Regions from separate parts of the Lactuca sativa genome. Here region 2 is linked to region 1. The links are chromatin contacts, called in public Hi-C maps. All regions are on one chromosome and are shown on one strand. Each heading gives the region's core, a stretch centred on a gene start, on an enhancer-like site or on the middle of the called end of the contact. The rest is flanking DNA. Distances are from core to core; before and after follow the strand shown. Region 1 holds the start of LOC111885483 (receptor-like protein EIX2). Region 2 holds the start of LOC111885471 (inactive TPR repeat-containing thioredoxin TTL3).

Region 1 (3,787 bases), core at 75-2,574:
CATTATCAACCCCAACTCAGTTTAATTTTGGAAGAAATGAAGTGGAAATATAGGTTGTTATGATGAACTGATGGGTTGTTATGATCGAGAATAGTTCATTTATAAATCCATATAATGAAGAGCACCATATTGTCATGGAGGACTTTGAAGTCATGTGAACCAGAATTGGAAGTCAATTGGCAACCTAATTTGTATCCACAAACAAGTACACATGGAACTTCTAACACACGCACACGCATATACATACATCACACATCATACATCATACAATACATACATACATACATATAAATATAATTTCTTTTAACCTAGAACAAATTACCAACATTTTTTAATCTGCAATATTTTAATAATTAAACCAGTTATATCAGAATTTCAATAATTTTTCTCTTTAATTTGATAGCAATATTGTTATGAAATTTTTTGGATTATAGCGAATTAGACAATTATTGTTATTGAATTTGGAGTTCTGGGTACAAACTATGCCCCATGGAAAACGTAAATGTACTTGGCCACAAATCTTCTTCACACAAAGACTTTGAAGTCAACAAAGTAAACCCCCTGATTGCAAGTTGGGACTACAATAGTGACATGTTTGATGCACAAATCATCTTTTGTATGGAAATTTCCATGTAACTTCTCCCTAATAAACATATCCCTCTTCGTTATTATTCTGATACAAATCTTGATATAGTAATTCAAAATTGCAAATGAACCAAAACTGCTACAGCTCTATTCTAGGAGTAAAAGGGTAAATCAGGAAAATAGCTAAAATCTCCCCTCCCCTCCCCCTATCGACAATGCATCCAGCACATGAAGTCATAAACACATACAAAGATTGAACTAGAAAGCATAGAGACATGAAGAGATTGTGCATTTCGTGTTATATAGTACATGAAGTTTCTGCAACATTAGCATGTACTTCAGAAGGGCTCTGAGGCAATGAAACAAAGTTCCAAGATTATTAGGAAAACCACATTTAGAGAAAATAATGGCAAGCATTTAATGCTTAAAAGAATTGCAACTTCACTAGGGAAGGACAAAAAAGAGCAGAAATGGTTGATATTATATCTACCATTAGGAGAGCAAGTGTACAGCATATTCAGAATTTTGTAAAACACAAACAGACAAAAGCTAGTGAAATCAATTAAAATTAGGTCAAACAGAAAAAAAAAAATGAGAAACCTTACTGAGTGAACCGAGAAATTAAGGAGAGAGATGAGTGGCAATGGAGGCTTAGCCTTTTCGCTGTCCTCACCACCTTCGCTGCTAGTGACTTTGAAGACGGTAGAGTTTGGGAAAGCTATTAGTCCGTCGTCAAACCAACCCGCTCTAACAATCTACACTAATCGAACCGAATTTTTAGTAAATAAAAGAGTAAATTACACGAATGGTGCTATGGTTTGGGGTAATTTGCGTGTTTGATCCTTAACGTATTTTATTAACTCAAAAAGTTTCTACTGTTTGTTTTTGTTACGCGCTTGGTCACTATTTTACCTAAAAACACTATACTGTCATTGATTTTTTAATTTATTTAAATAAACACATCACAACCCTAACCCCACCTCGCCTTACCTACCCCACCATTTTTTCCCATTCCCATTTCATGTCTGTAACTACCCATCCTCCCTAGAAAGCTATCTACCGTATTCTTCACCACCACTATCCACCCATCATGAGAGTTAAAACCATTGCATGTCTGCATCTAAAATCAAATTTATCAAATATTGAAGCATAAATCAGTTATGAAATCTGAGATTAAAATTGAAATATAAATTGAAAAACAAATCATACATGAAGCACGAATTGAAACTTGAAATTCAATTTATGTAGATACACTTGACATCAGACTCAAAAACTTGAAATTAAACACTCATGGACACATATTAATGCAACAATACTTGGAATCAGACAAAGAAATTTATATAAAGCAACTGAACTCAGCTGAGACCACAGGCGGTTAGATTGACAATGGAGGTCAGCGACGGTCATTTGGCGATGGAGGCAGGTGACGATTGCTTGTGATGGAGACCAGCGGCGGTATACAACATTGATGACATGTGATACGGTTAGATAAAATATGGAAACGAAGGTATGTCATGTGTCATGTCTGGCTGATAGAGAGAGACATCGAAGACGATGGGGCAAGTGGCGATTGGATGGTTGGCATCATGAGTAATAATGTTGTAGTGATATCTAGGCCACAAAAGGGTAATTTTGAAGTCAGGGTTTATCAGTGATGAAGAGGTAGGTGGTAAGGAATGGATGAAGGAGATACTCGACGTTGAAGATAGAGGAGGGAGCAGTTTCAAGTCTATAGAGAAGACGACGGAGGGTTGAGGACAGGGGAGGTCGGTGATGATGATGAAGAAGGATAAATCGACCAAGAGTATTGAGAAAGGCAGTAAAGGAGTGAGACCCACATGCCTTTTTTCTTATTTACAATAATAAATTAAAATAATATAAATAATAAAATTAATTAAAAAAAGGAAATTAATAAGGGCATGATAGTCCTTTTAGGTAAGACAATGACTAAACGCGTTACAAAAATAAATAATAAAGACCTTTCGAATTAAAATAATAATAATAATAATAAGTTATGGACCAAACATACAAATTACCTCAAACCATAGGGACCATTCATGTAATTTACTCTTAATAAAACCGACGAATTTTAAACAAATTTGCAAAAATGGTCATGTGTTGTCAAAATTATATTGTTTTATCGAAAACAAAAAAATTGTGATCAATTTTAGATTTTTTTTTTGTTGATTTAGGTTCCATATGTTTAAAATTGTTTTTATGTCCTTATAATTTATTGAAAAACTGCAAAATATTCCATGTGGTTTGAATTTTTTTTTTCAAAAAACGCATCCAAACAATAAAAAAAATGATTCATAGTCTTTTTTAGCAAGTTTGTTTGTGGTTTTGGTGTCTTTCCAAACTAAAAAGACTATTATACTATTAATATTTTTATTTTCCAATTTTTTTTACTTTTTAAATTTATTAATATTATTAAATATAAAAATCAGCCTATACATCTCTCTCTCTCTCTCTCTCTCTCTATATATATATATATATATATATATATATATATATATATATATATATATATATATATATATATATATATATATCAAGGTTGTAAAAAATGTTCGACGTTAGTTAGTCGGTGGACTAGGCTTAAGAGATTAATCGGCTAGGCGGAGATTAATCAAGGACTATGAATTGTTAATTTTTTGAATTTAAAAAAATTAAATAGGACTAATATCATCTGTAACATCCATAAAACTCATGAAAAATTAAAACTTTTTCAACATCTAAAAACACTATTTAATTACAAATTGTTTTCATAATTGTATCATATCAGAGTATCCTAGAAATCAAAATCATAAAATGCGAGGAGGTGCACGATCAAACTTTCGTCTTCCCGCGATCATCCGAAGAACCTGAAACAAAATCCAAAACTATAAGCCCGAAGCTTAGTGAGTTCCCCCAAAATACTAACGTCATACAGACCATAACCATATCATAACAAACAACATGCATATAGAGTCTACAGTATGATTAGACCACCCTCACCGGGCCTTCAATCTATCTGGCCCACTCTCAGAACTTTCAACATGTCTAGTCCGCCCTCCGGAGCCTTTAGCCTGTCTGGACCGTTCTCCGAGCCTTCGGCCTGACTGATATGCCCCTATGGGTCTGCAGTCTATCCGGACCGCCCTAGGTCTGTTGGCCTTCAACACAAAGCAAGACCACCTAAACCCAACCATACATATACAAT
Region 2 (3,715 bases), core at 694-3,193, 250 kb after region 1:
AGTTTCAAAAACGCCTCCGCCTTGCATGCGATTATCTGTAAATTTACACGGTTAAAACACAAGGTCAAATCGTAAAAATGAAAATAAAAAGAAAAGGATTTGGATGAGTACGTGTGGAGACGACACGGCTCCGGTTAACATGGCGGCTTCACATTCCCGAAGTGCTCCTTTCCAATCACCGATCTTTCGGGCATCCGCGCATCTATTAATATGTTTTTCCAAAGTTTGTAATTTTTGTATCTCGGTTATGTCGTTTTGTTGACTATGAGAAAGGTGGTGATAGGCGCGTTCGACGTAGCCTAGCCTGTAAATTATTTAGGGTTAAAATAATCAGACTACTGCAAAAGGGTTATTCTCCCGGCAACAGCTAAGCTGACCCACACTGTTGTGCCAAGAACATCATGACATGATGTAAGTCAGGTACATTAGTTAGCTAGGTGGCTATGATGGCTATGATGGCTATGACATGATGTGAATCAAGTACAATGTAACATGGTAGCTGACATAAGAGCCTAATGCCAACAAGGAGTAATCAGATTTGGATGATTATGTAAGAAGTAATTTTAGAAAAATGATTATCGAAATAAATGTAACCTAGTTCTATACAAATAATCATTAGATTCTAATTGTGTCGATTATGTGCAAATCTCGAAGCAAAATTTAAGGGCATTAACGTTCATGAAATCTAACTAATATTATGTGGAAATTAAGATCTATTTGAAATTAAAAAGATCGATTGGATCATGGTTTAGTGAAGTTACCGGAGATAAAGAGAAGCTAATCTTTGATGAGCTCTTTGATAACCAGGGTTCAACCGCACAGCCTCCTCACATTCTCTAACCGCCTCCCCAAACCTCCCCAACATAGTCAATGCTGCCGCCCTATTGCTCCGGCAAGCTGCATTTTCCGGCGAGATGGTAATGGCACGATCGTATAAAGATAAAGCGTCTGTGAAATTGCCTCTTTTGTACAACTCATTTCCAGCGTTTTTCACTTCTTCAACATCATGACTAATCATTGCCTTCTTTAAAATTATCCCGATTTCTCCATTTGATTCAACCGATCTTCCCCCACCTTTGATTATACTTCCATGGCCGTAATTGCCAGTACCCATACCCAACCCCAATTTCTCGGGTCGGGTTGTCGGTGTACGAGAATTCATATTGGATTTAAGGATTTTACCTGATGGGCAGATGTTGCCAGTTGGGTATAAGTTTGTATTGGGAGAATTTACTGAACTTACATTGCCACCACCGCCGCTGCCACCGCTGTTGGTGGTAGTGGTGGTGCTGCTAGTGCTAGTAGTGGTGGCAGGACTTCCAGTAAAGTGGATGGTTCCACTACCCGAATATATCAACGGAGCTCCAGTGGAATACGCTCTCCGATGACCACCCCTCCGATTCAACTCACCGGAGCCAGATCGAAGCTTTTCCGGGGTAGTATTGGCGGGGATACTACTCGCATTTAGCTCACCGGAATGAGATCTATTAGATCTTCTACGTAATGGGTCTTTCTCAGCTCCACGCACACCACCACCGCTTCCGGAGATTGAAGTCGCAGAACCCAGATCGAGTTCTTTGAAATCAGGCTTGTTCTGCTCAAGAGAACATGAGTTTTCAAGTACATTGGGAAGTGACTGAAGACCCATTTCATCAAACGGCTTCCCGACATGCTCCATTGCTAAAAATGAAGAAATTCGTTGGAGCAAAAGCTGGGTGGTTGTGGGGATAGCAAGTAGGATGTCTGAAAAAGCTATAAAAATGGAAACTTTAACGGAAGGACATAGAAGGAGAAAAGTCGGTAACAGTACATGAATTAATAGAGAGAGAAAGAGAAAGAGAAAGAGAAAAGAAGAAGAAGATGGGGATCTCGTGATATATAAAAGGAAGAAGCAAAGAATGAATATGATGAGCTGGTGGAGAGCGAGAGGAAGAGATGGGTTGTATCTATTTATTGTATTTGTGAAATTATGATCCACTCCACCACTGGAATCAGCTGGACTACTGCACCACACCTCATCACAGCCGTCCAAAATCAATATAGGGTTCATGTCATGCCATAGAAATTAGTTAATTAAATAAAAATTATTAGGGATTTATTATTCCTTATTCTTTCTTATATTGACTATTTTTTTAACGGCGTCAATATATGAAGAAAGAAAAAGACGCTGGATCAAAACAAAGAATTGGTAGAGATAAAAAACAAAGACCAAGAGAAAGTTGGATCAACCCAAAGAGTTTGTACAAATGATACAGATGTAATTCTACAGATGACAAAGGTTACATGTAAGTTATCAAAACAAAGAATTTATAGAGATAAAAAACAAAAACCAAGAGAAAGTTGGATCAACCCAAAGAGTTTGTACAAATGATACAGCATAATTGTAGGTTACATGTAATTTATTTGTTTTGTTAAAGGGAAAAGAGTAAATTACATGAATGGTCCCTATCGTTTGGAGTAATTTGCATGTTTGGTCCCTAACTTATTTTTTTAATTCAAAAAAAGGTCTTCACGGTTTGTTTTTGTTGCGCGCTTGGTCCCTGTCTTACATAAAAATACTATTTTGCCCTTGATTTTTTAATTTATTTAAATAAGGTGGGTAGGTAAGGTAAGATAAGGTGAGGTGGAAGTAGAGTTGGGGTGTGCTTATTTAAATAAATTAAAAAATCAAGGGAAAAATAGTCTTTTTAGGTAAGACAGGGACCAAGCTCGCAACCAAAACAAACAGTAAGGACCTTCCGAGTTAAAAAAATAAGTTAGGGACCAAACATGCAAATTACCCCAAACCATAGGGACCATTCGTCTAATTTACTCAAGGGAAAATAATATTATAGCACATTGAACTTTCTACTAGTAGTTTAAAATGTTTTATTTCCAAAAACCTCTAACAACTAGTACATCATGCCACAACACAAGTTAGTAATGATGTGACATTAACCCACTATGTAGAAATGAGAACAGATCATCATAGATTTCATCACCAAGTTACCACAGACGATAATGGGACTTGATGTTATTTGGGTGATTGTGGATCGTCTGACAAAGAGTGTCCATTTCATTGCTATTCGGGAAAGCTCGTCGGCCGAGAAATTGACTGACATTTATATTCATTCATACGGGCAGATTTAGGGAGGGTCATTGAAACATCCCAAAAACACAGTCTGAAAATTTCGTTTAATTAAATAATAAAAACCATAGTCGATAAACCTCATATAAAAATCATAAGCAATGTATCTCAAAATATTATAACAACTGTCAAGTATACCATAGTATAAACATCCCAGGCTGAACAAATGGTGTGTGCACTGCAATCTTCCCGAGCTCCTCTTTTGAAAACTGAGTACCTGAAACCAAACACTGAAAATTGTAAGCACAAAGCTTAGTGAGCTCCCCCAAACTACCACATACCATACAATAACATATAAAGCACATATTGGGCCTTGCCCACTGCATTGGACCGTAATCCGGAAACTGCATCGGACCGAAGTCCGGAAACTAACCAAGGCCTTGCCCTCTGCATCGGACCGAAGTCTGGAAACTGCATTGGACCGAAGTCCGGAACTAACCAAGGCCTTGACCTATGCATCGAACCGAAGTTCGGAAACTACATCGGACCGAAGTCTGGAACTTACTGGGACCTTGTCCCCTGCATCGGACCGAAGTCCGGAACTAACTGAACATAACATAGCATAAACATATGAACTAGCATGAACAC

Evidence for each region. A called contact is a pair of places that touch in the nucleus more often than the background predicts.
Region 2: a Hi-C map of leaf shows a contact between it and region 1, with 5 times the contacts expected there. The contact joins the promoter of LOC111885471 here to the promoter of LOC111885483 in region 1. A contact is called at or near these places in 3 of 4 Hi-C or Micro-C datasets (leaf and seed).

The regions. Positions count from the first base shown.
Region 1 is chr8:245,247,527-245,251,313 of Lsat_Salinas_v11, forward strand. It overlaps LOC111885483 (receptor-like protein EIX2), which reads right to left and starts at 1,325. Exons shown (of 2, transcript XM_023881740.3): 1 at 1,191-1,325; 2 at 1-643.
Region 2 is chr8:245,498,359-245,502,073 of Lsat_Salinas_v11, forward strand. It overlaps LOC111885471 (inactive TPR repeat-containing thioredoxin TTL3), which reads right to left and starts at 1,944. Exons shown (of 6, transcript XM_023881725.3): 1 at 762-1,944; 2 at 112-304; 3 at 1-35. The coding sequence starts at 1,678.